2 separate regions of the Mus musculus genome follow, and region 1 is linked to region 2. Evidence: chromatin contacts called from public Hi-C data. All regions are on one chromosome and are shown on one strand. The core of a region is the stretch at or near the end of the contact, and the rest is flanking DNA. Distances in the headings are between cores, read along the strand shown.

Evidence for each region. A called contact is a pair of places that touch in the nucleus more often than the background predicts.
Region 1: a contact with region 2 is called in a Hi-C map of rod photoreceptor, with 29 times the contacts expected there. The contact joins the enhancer-like site here to the promoter of Eif4a2 in region 2. A contact is called at or near these places in 2 of 484 Hi-C or Micro-C datasets (retina and rod photoreceptor) and 1 of 9 other capture datasets (liver).

Annotation. Positions count from the first base shown.
Region 1 is chr16:37,524,218-37,528,704 of GRCm38.p6, forward strand. All of the region lies in intron 2 of Gtf2e1 (general transcription factor II E, polypeptide 1 (alpha subunit)), which reads right to left. Among named protein-coding and RNA genes, the nearest start is that of Gtf2e1, 13 kb to the right of the region's middle. Within about 2 kb of position 2,419, at least 7 of the 459 cell types and tissues checked have an H3K27ac peak or open chromatin away from gene starts, as enhancers often do. A contact at or near this core is called in liver and rod photoreceptor, where this site is marked.
Region 2 is chr16:23,104,722-23,108,842 of GRCm38.p6, forward strand. It overlaps Eif4a2 (eukaryotic translation initiation factor 4A2), which reads left to right and starts at 2,747. Exons shown (of 11, transcript NM_013506.3): 1 at 2,747-3,099; 2 at 3,867-3,912; 3 at 3,998-4,121. The coding sequence starts at 3,071.

The DNA.
Region 1 (4,487 bases), core at 1,169-3,668, about 14 Mb after region 2:
TGCGGTAGCAACCTGCCAATAGGAACTTAGCGAGCTGGGTGGAAAGATTTTGGAGCACCAGGTCAGAGAGTTTGCTGAGATGAGAGCAGGCCGGCCAGGCACTCACTGCCGGCGTAGTGTGGATTGCCTTTACTATTTCATGCTACAATTTGTATGCCTTTCTAACAGCTTTCTTCATACACTGAAAAAGCCAAATATATAGCTAAAACTAAAAGCTTTTGGTGGTCCTACGTATTGTTAAAGTACTATTTCTTCTACTTTTCTTCTTTTTTAGAGTTTATTTTTTAACTGTGTGTTTGTGTATGCACACATGTATGTGCAGGTGCCTTCAAAGCCAGAAGACAGTAATGGGTTCTGAAGCCTAAGTTATAGGACATTGTGCCTGCTGATACAGGCGCTGGAAACAAAATTCCGATTCTCTGCAAAGGCAAGTCCTCTTAAGCAGTGAACCATCTCTCTGAGGACTACTGTTTCATGTCTACAAACCATTGATATTTAAAGAAATGTATTCAGTGTCAAATTTAAAGTTCAAGGAACTTATTTTTTGTTTCCATACCCCTTACATTCAACACAGAAGAGTGATGTCAAAGAAATGTCCCCTAGCTTTCATCACTACTGTTAACTAAGCATGGTCTCCACTGTAGCCTTCATAAGCGTGCTCCTTGATCTTTAGGTTCTCCCTCCTCAGGCCCAGGACCCTGTACCACCCTTGATATTGCCCTATGCTTCTGCTCTACAATGAAGTCCATCTGAAAGCTCGGGCTCTAACACCCTCAGAATAATATCTAAACTTCTCACCTTACATTAAACTTACACTCAAACACTGCAGGATTTTGGTCCCAAAACACTGTAATCCAACCACAAACAGCTCTGGTTAACAATTATCTATACAGAGCTGCTTCTGAGGCACAATCTTGCACTTTTTGATCTGTTCACTAATTCTGGGAAGGGCTAGCAGAACTAAGGCTCTCAAGAGATTTATGATTTATACAAAGTCATACAGCAATACAAGAAAACAACGGCACCTTTAACTACTGTAACTTGAGTGTTTACAAAGTACTGGGTAACATTAACCTTTGGCATTTGCATTACTATGTCCAGATAAAGGTGTAAAATACGCAAGTTCTGACAGCCTCAGCAGTTTTGGGTCAAGGTTTCATAACAAGTTGGGTGATGGGGAAGAATCAAATCAGATCAACTATTATGCTAAAACTACTGTCTTACAGTCTACACACTAATATTAATGCATTTTCAGTTTGGCCTTATTCCCAGGGATATGAATTCTTTCTTTTCTACAGAATTTACCTGAGGGATTAAGAAAGATAATTAAGTACTAGTGCAGGACACATAGCAAGGACCAGCCCCTCCTCTCCTCTCTTTCCCAGCAACAGAGTAAACAAACTAGTCATTTCTACTTCAATGTGACACCAAATCCTACAGACATGTTCCAGTTGAATATTATTTCCATGCCTCCAGCCCCATATCCAAGAATAAGTAAGTACTTTGGTCATGCATCACTCTTCCTGATTTTCTGTATCTATCCCAGATTGGGGGGAGGGGCAGGGAGCCCCTCAAAGCTTGGAGGTTGTGGTCCAGTACTTACAGCTAGGCTGTGGGTTTTGTTGTTGTTGTTGTTTGTGTCAGGGAAAAAAAAAAAAAACTCACATCAGATGTTACCATCATGGAAGTGAGTCAGGACTGAGCCTCGTAGAATCCTGCCTGAGAAACAACAGCATGGACACTATAAAACCATGCCAGTTTCAAAGTGAACATGAGCTACTACGACTGAGTCTTTACTGATTAGTTTCAGACTCTTACTCCTCTAGCCATAGATATAAAATTTATTAAAATACCCAATCAGAGAATTACCCCCATTTTTCTTCAAAAACTGTAAATGAGGTTTATTTTAATATGTGTGTATGTACAGTCACATGTGAATCCACATGTACATGCCAGAGTGTGAGAGTACAGAGAAGTCCATTCTCTCTTCCCACCCAGAGTGTAGGTCCCATGGGTCAAACTAGTGTTCTCAGGCTTGGAGGCAGGTGCTTTTATCCACTGGGCCTTGCAGCAAACAGAGAAGCACATTTTTTTAAATCCTCTAGAAAATTACCAAATAAAAGCCCATATCCTCTAAGTCCTTCAAGCATCATGTACTGAAAAAAGGGAACACACCTCCTGACCTGTAGTTCCTCTTGCTAAAGAAGCACGCATAAACATAAGTTTGTTTGCTATATACACACCTGACTGATGAACAACATAAAGACTGCAGTAGGCAGGGCTGGGAGGAGAGCTCAGACAGTAGGCAGAACGCTTGCAGTGAAAGTCTGAGAACCTGAGCCCCATTCTACAACCCAGGTTTACAGAAGAACAAGCAGGGCATGGAGCATGTCCTCTAATTCCAGTACTGGCAAGATAGGCAGATCCCTGAGGCTCAATGACCAGCCTGCCTATCCCCTAGGCAAGTCCCATGCCAGGGAAACATAGGACTTAAAACAAACAAACAAAATACAGCATCTGAGGAACCAACACTGGAGGTTGTACTTTCCTGCATACAAACCAACAGGCATGTAACAAAAGCCACCGAATAATCAGCTCAACAAGCATACCTTTACTTGCCCACATCTCTTTTTTGATAAAAGACATCAAGTGAGAACTGCTATGAGGTGACTGATGACAACTATTCATGTGACTAAACCACTCTGTACTAAGCTGTACAGACTGCCAAGTACAAGAGAAGAGATTAGAATTGAAACCCAGTGCCCCATTCCATCTTTCCACATATAAAACCAAGGCAAAACTACTGAAGCAAAGCCATGTCAGAGAGAACACGCAAGACAGATCTTACAATGTGGGAGCAGAGAGAAAAGGAAAGATGTACAAATTCTGTGGGCAAAGCTGGACAATGATGGAACTGACATTGTCAAAAAAAGATGGGGTATCTATTCTCACTATTAAAGAAGAAAGCGGCTTAATAAATATTCCTATGTATTCACCAGAGACAAGTCTGTATAATAATACTGTCCACGTTTGACATATATGGGAATAAAGACTTATAGATACTAAGTTAACAGTATTACACTAACCCTGGATTCCATCTGAACCATGCATCTTTTCTCCAACTTACAATCTCTAGCAGCTCTAATCCAACAAATTTTTCCCATGTAGCTATGAAGTCCCCTCTTCTTAAGAAGGAATAGAAAAGAGGAGATCTTGTATTAAACGATTTAACAAGCATTAAGTGCCCGTCACATGGCTGGCATTTACTTAGCTGACCATTAACCTATTACGTTTGCTAGAAGGATCAAAGTAAATCCAATTGCAAATACGCATTTGAAGTAGGGAGAAAAAGATCCTTTTACCAATAGGCATTTCAGAACGATTTTAGGGCCATCTATTTGATAGTACAGCAATGCCCCAGCTCTGTAATGAAGGCAAGTCACACTTCAAAGGGAGTGAGAAAGGAAGGGAAGAGATATATCTATACCATTTTAAATTTCCAAATATAAGAACAAAACTGAATTCGGAGTGAAGAAGACAGGAGATAAGGACTTGGAACAAAGGAGTAAAGGAAAAACAACCAAAAGGTCTCCAAAAGCTAGGAAACAGAAGACAACTGCTGAGGGTTATGCTGGCCTGTGCTGCGCCACATTATCATTTTAACTAATGCTACCCATCAAGTGAGGATTCAGCCAAGGAAACACTAAGCACAAACAAACCCAAAGTGAAAAGACTGTTTGCCATCCTTCCTTTGACAGCAAAGTGCTTGGGACATACAAAATTAAGAAAAGGGGCAGAGATATCAGATGATGACACTTAGGGGTACAAGACAGATAGTAAGAGTCAAATCTCAGACAGCTAATTATTGACGATGGTATGCTTCTCTCTTCCTCCAAGTATAGACAATCGAAGGTACCTGCCCCTGGCCAGGACTCACTGTCGAAGATCTATCAAACGTTTCCATCAAACTTGGATAGCACTTAACCATCTTTCCCCCTCATAGGTTAAATTAAAAAATAATAAAATAAAGAGATTAAATTTAAAAATCAAAATAGGTCCAGCTGCTTTGATAAAATGCAGTGCTGTCATGAGTCATTACACAGCCCCATCCTCAAGGCTGGACAAGAAGATCACATAACTACTGCACATAAACTTCAACCAAAAACAGTAGGTCTGAGGTCCCCACACCTTTCCACACTATGCTTTCTTAATCTACCCAATCCTATTCCGCACTATTCCTGGCACTCAAGATCAAATAGATAGATAGATAGATAGATAGATAGATAGATAATATATATTATTGAAATAACTTAAGTATTATGAAAAAAGGAAGGAAGATAGAGAAAAAACAGTGAAGGAACTAGGATATTATTTCATTTCTTATACAAGGAACTCAAGGGACACTTCAAAGAAGTAAAAAAGGGGAGAAAGTCACATAGGTATTTGGGCAGTAAGGATGGCTCTTACAAAAAGGCAAGCAAACCCAT
Region 2 (4,121 bases), core at 1,497-3,996:
TTTGTGTATGGATGTTCAACAGTGGCTGGCCTAGAACTTTTTATTTTAGAGCAGGCTAGCTTCCAACTCAGAGTTTCACCTGCCTCTGTCTTCCAAGTGCTGGAATTAAAGGCATGTGCTGTGCAAGGCTCTATTTAATTTTTGGTGTTTTTTTTTTTTTTTTTTTTTTTCCGAGACCGGGTTTCTCTGTGTAGCCCTAACTGTCCTGGAACTCACTCTGTAGACCAGGCTGGCCTCTTTTTGTTTTTGTTTTTGTTTTTCGAGATAAGGTTTCTCTGTATAGCTCTGACTGTCCTGGAACTCACTCTGTAGAACAGGCTGGCCTTGAACTCAGAAATTCACCTGCCTCTGCCTCCCCAGTGCTGGGATTAAAGGCGTGTACCACCATGCCCCGTATTTGTTTTGTTTTTAAGCAGTATTTATGTATTTCAGGGGGCTCTTGCCCATGCTCTAGCCCAGGTGCACCTTGAACTTGTGATTCTCTTGGCTCTGCCTCTTGAGTAGGTAAAATCACAGGCCTGTGGCTTGGTTAAGATTTTTTTTTTTTAATTACCATTTGTAGTATAACTGGTCTCACACATTCCAAGATTATTAAGGAACATTTATATTTATATAAACATTCATTCATTTACTTTTGAGATACAGTTTCTCTGTGTAGCCCTGGCTGTTCTGGAATTTGCTCTGTAGGCCAGGTTGGCCTCAAATTCAGAGATCCCACTGCTTGCACCTCTACCTCTGCCTCACAAGTGCTGGGGTTAAAGGCTTGCACCACCACTGCCTGGCCACTAAGAGTATTTATAGTTAACTTTGATAAGGCTACTTTCAGATGATAGCTGAGTATCCTTATATTGGTGTCAACTCCATCTATACAGACTTACAAAACCTTAAGAATCTATGCTTTATTTTTAGCTCATGAGTTACTTGGTGCTATTTATGCTGTGAGAACAGGATAAGCACAGTGTTTACTGGAAACACCTCATGGGGGATGGAGACTTTGATTTATTATCTTCTAATTTATTATTATTATTATTGTCATTTTTTTCCAAGACTGGGTTTCACTATGTACCTCTGACTGTCCACTATGTAGACCAGGCTGGCCTTGAAACTCATAGAGATCCATCTGCCTCCATGAGTGCTGGGATTAAAGACATGTGTGACCATACTCAGACTATACTTTTTAAATACAAAATGTCTTCCACAGTTATAGTCTAAAGGTTAGCCTTAAATATTTCCTCTTAAGGGACTTAGGAAAATCCTCAGGGCATGTAATGACAGTACTAACCATAACGAAAACATCTGTTAGGCACATGTAGTCTTCCTCAGAAAAACTGAACTTTGTTGAGTTTCTTAGATCAGGAAGTATTATTTATTTTTATTTTTATGGCAACTTTGAAAGAGACTCTACACAGGATGGCCAATCCATTTTGTCACTCACTCACTTGTCCCTTGAGGCAAGGTCTCATTATATAGCCCTTGCTGGCCTGAACCCTCTAAGACTTGCAGGGATCCACGAGCCTCCACTTCCTGAGTGCTAGGGTTAAAAGTCCATGTCACCACACCCGGTCTCTATTTTGTCATCATTTTGTAACAGTTTCTGACACAATAACTTCCAAATAAGTACAGGTTTTATTTTTGAGTAAGGATAGCACATAGGGCTGGCAAGATGATTCAATGCTGGCCTTAGGGCATGCTGACCTAAGTTCCATCCCCAGGACCCACTTGTGGGATCCAAGTAGTAGGAGACGAATCAACTCCTAAGAGTCGTCCGTTGACTTCCACGCGCTGAGGTGCACACTCAATAAATAAACAAATACAATTTAATCTAATTTAATCTTTTTAGAGCCAAATACTTTTCGTAAATTACCAAACTGAGCCTTTTCCTTCTCTGGTTAGTCAGTCTTTGGTCTTCTGAATTAATGAGAAAAATTTTTGAGTGTTCAGGATACTTTCATATTTTAAAATTCAAGGATTAAATATCTTATATTTTTTTGCAAGGGGCTCGAGTTGTGGCTGACTGGAAACGTCTAGGCTTATGCAGCCATGCAAGTTTATTACGAGCAATACGAACTATATTGTCTCAATTTCAGTAAGGCAATATTAGATGATTAAAATCGTTTTTGTTTTTTGTTTTTGTTTTGTTTTACCAGAAGAGACAATCAGCTCTTGAAGTGCTAGGGCTGAGTCTGCCAGAAGCACCCATTTACATTTCTGTGTTACAAAGAATGACAGGTCCTTTGCACAAGTTGGTAGTGATTCTATCAGTCATTTCTCGCACCTGTTAGGTTGAAATTATTAGCATTATTTTTTAAGCCAGAGCTGAAGACGACCGACCAGAAAGAGATGAAAATCGAATCACCACCCTAGGGACATCTGTTAATGATACTACACACTGTGCTTCTCGTCTTACAAAAATAGAACTGCAAACTGGATTTCCTAGGATGTGCTGGGTGGCCGACATTTTCCGTGGCAGGGGTTTCACACGTTCCAGATCTGAATGGATATTAAATGGCTGGGCGAAATGCCAGGTAGCCCTTTCCTGTCACATTAAACAGCAGTGAGAACGGGCGGGGTAACCCTATTCTGTTCCGGCACGGAACGCGGTGGCTCGGACCAAGGGCACGCTGACGCGCAGGTAGCCCGGAGCTGCGTCCTGGAGACGCCGCCCGCCAGCGAACAGCGCCACCGGCTTCCGCCCTAAGCGCCCAGGGCTCCGCCGGCCTCTGCGGCAGGGCCGCGGAAACCCCGTAGGAGCAGGGCGGCCGAGGAGCGCGGCGCGCGGTCGCGCTGCTGCAATATTCTTCCGCCGAAAGCAAAGAGTCCCAGACCCGTTCCCGATTCGTGGATCTCCGGGAACGCTGTAATACCAAGTAATAGTGAAATGTGGATTTTGTCATCGACTCCTGTAGGGCTTCACCTCCGGTAACAAACTCCAGGAGTACAATTTTGTGGCTTCCGAAAGGGGAATAAGGAAATTCCTCCGCGAGAAACGGGTTCCGGCCGCGAGCCTATAAAAAACGGGCGGCGCCGTCCGCCTGTCTTTTCAGTCGGGCGCTGAGTGGGTTTTCGGATCATGTCTGGTGGCTCCGCGGATTACAACAGGTACGGCGCTCCCGGGGCGGCCGGTGGCCTGTAGTCAAGGTCACTAGGACCCGCGTTGAGGTGGGTTGCTTGGCGGCCACACTGCAGGTATGCGGGCTTTTTCTTAGGGCACACACTTCTCCTTGTGCCCTTCGAGAAGCTTCCATGATGGTAAGACTCCAGATGTTGGGGAGACAGGACGGATACAAGAACGGAGTATTAAGGATGCCCTTTCTTAGGACACATTGTGACATCTTGGCTGCTGCCCCTCCCCGTACGGGATATGGCAAGCGGAGCCGTGGCGCAGACTGCTTAGGGGCGGGTAACCGGGACCCGAAGGTTTATTGGCGGCCAGTGGCGCGAGCTGGCGTTCTTAGGGTTCTGTCGAGATGGGAGATTGGACGGCCAGGGGACGATCACCCTGGACCGTGAAACGGAGCGACGGAGCCGTTGGCATGGACCTGCCTGGGCCTTTCGGCGTCAATCACGCCGGCTTGCGCAGAGTTAGGGGCGGAGCTCGGCGCGCGGAGCACTCGCGAGAGCTTCGCTTCCCAAGCGGGAGGGCCTGGTCCTAGGGCACTGAGTAAAGGGGCGTCTATACTTAGGGGTCCAAGTCCCAAGCTGTTGGGGAGGGCGAATGGCGCTTCGCAGCATTGCGGCCGGTTTTGAGGCGTTTTCAGCAGAGCACAGGGGCGCGGAGGGGAATGAGGTACGGGGTGGAAGGGCCCTTTAAGGGTCTCTGCGTGGCTTGGAAGCAGTATGTCTAACTGCAGTGTTGTTGTCAGCAGAGAACATGGCGGCCCAGAGGGAATGGACCCCGATGGTGTCATCGAGGTAAGGAGTGGGTGTGGACGTTAAAGGTTTGGAAAGGTACATTTTTTTTTCATGTCTTATTCATAGTTTCATTATTAACTTACAGAGCAACTGGAATGAAATTGTTGATAACTTTGATGATATGAATTTAAAGGAGTCCCTTCTTCGAGGCATCTATGCATATGGTTTTGAGAAGCCTTCAGCTATTCAGCAAAGAGCTATTATCCCTT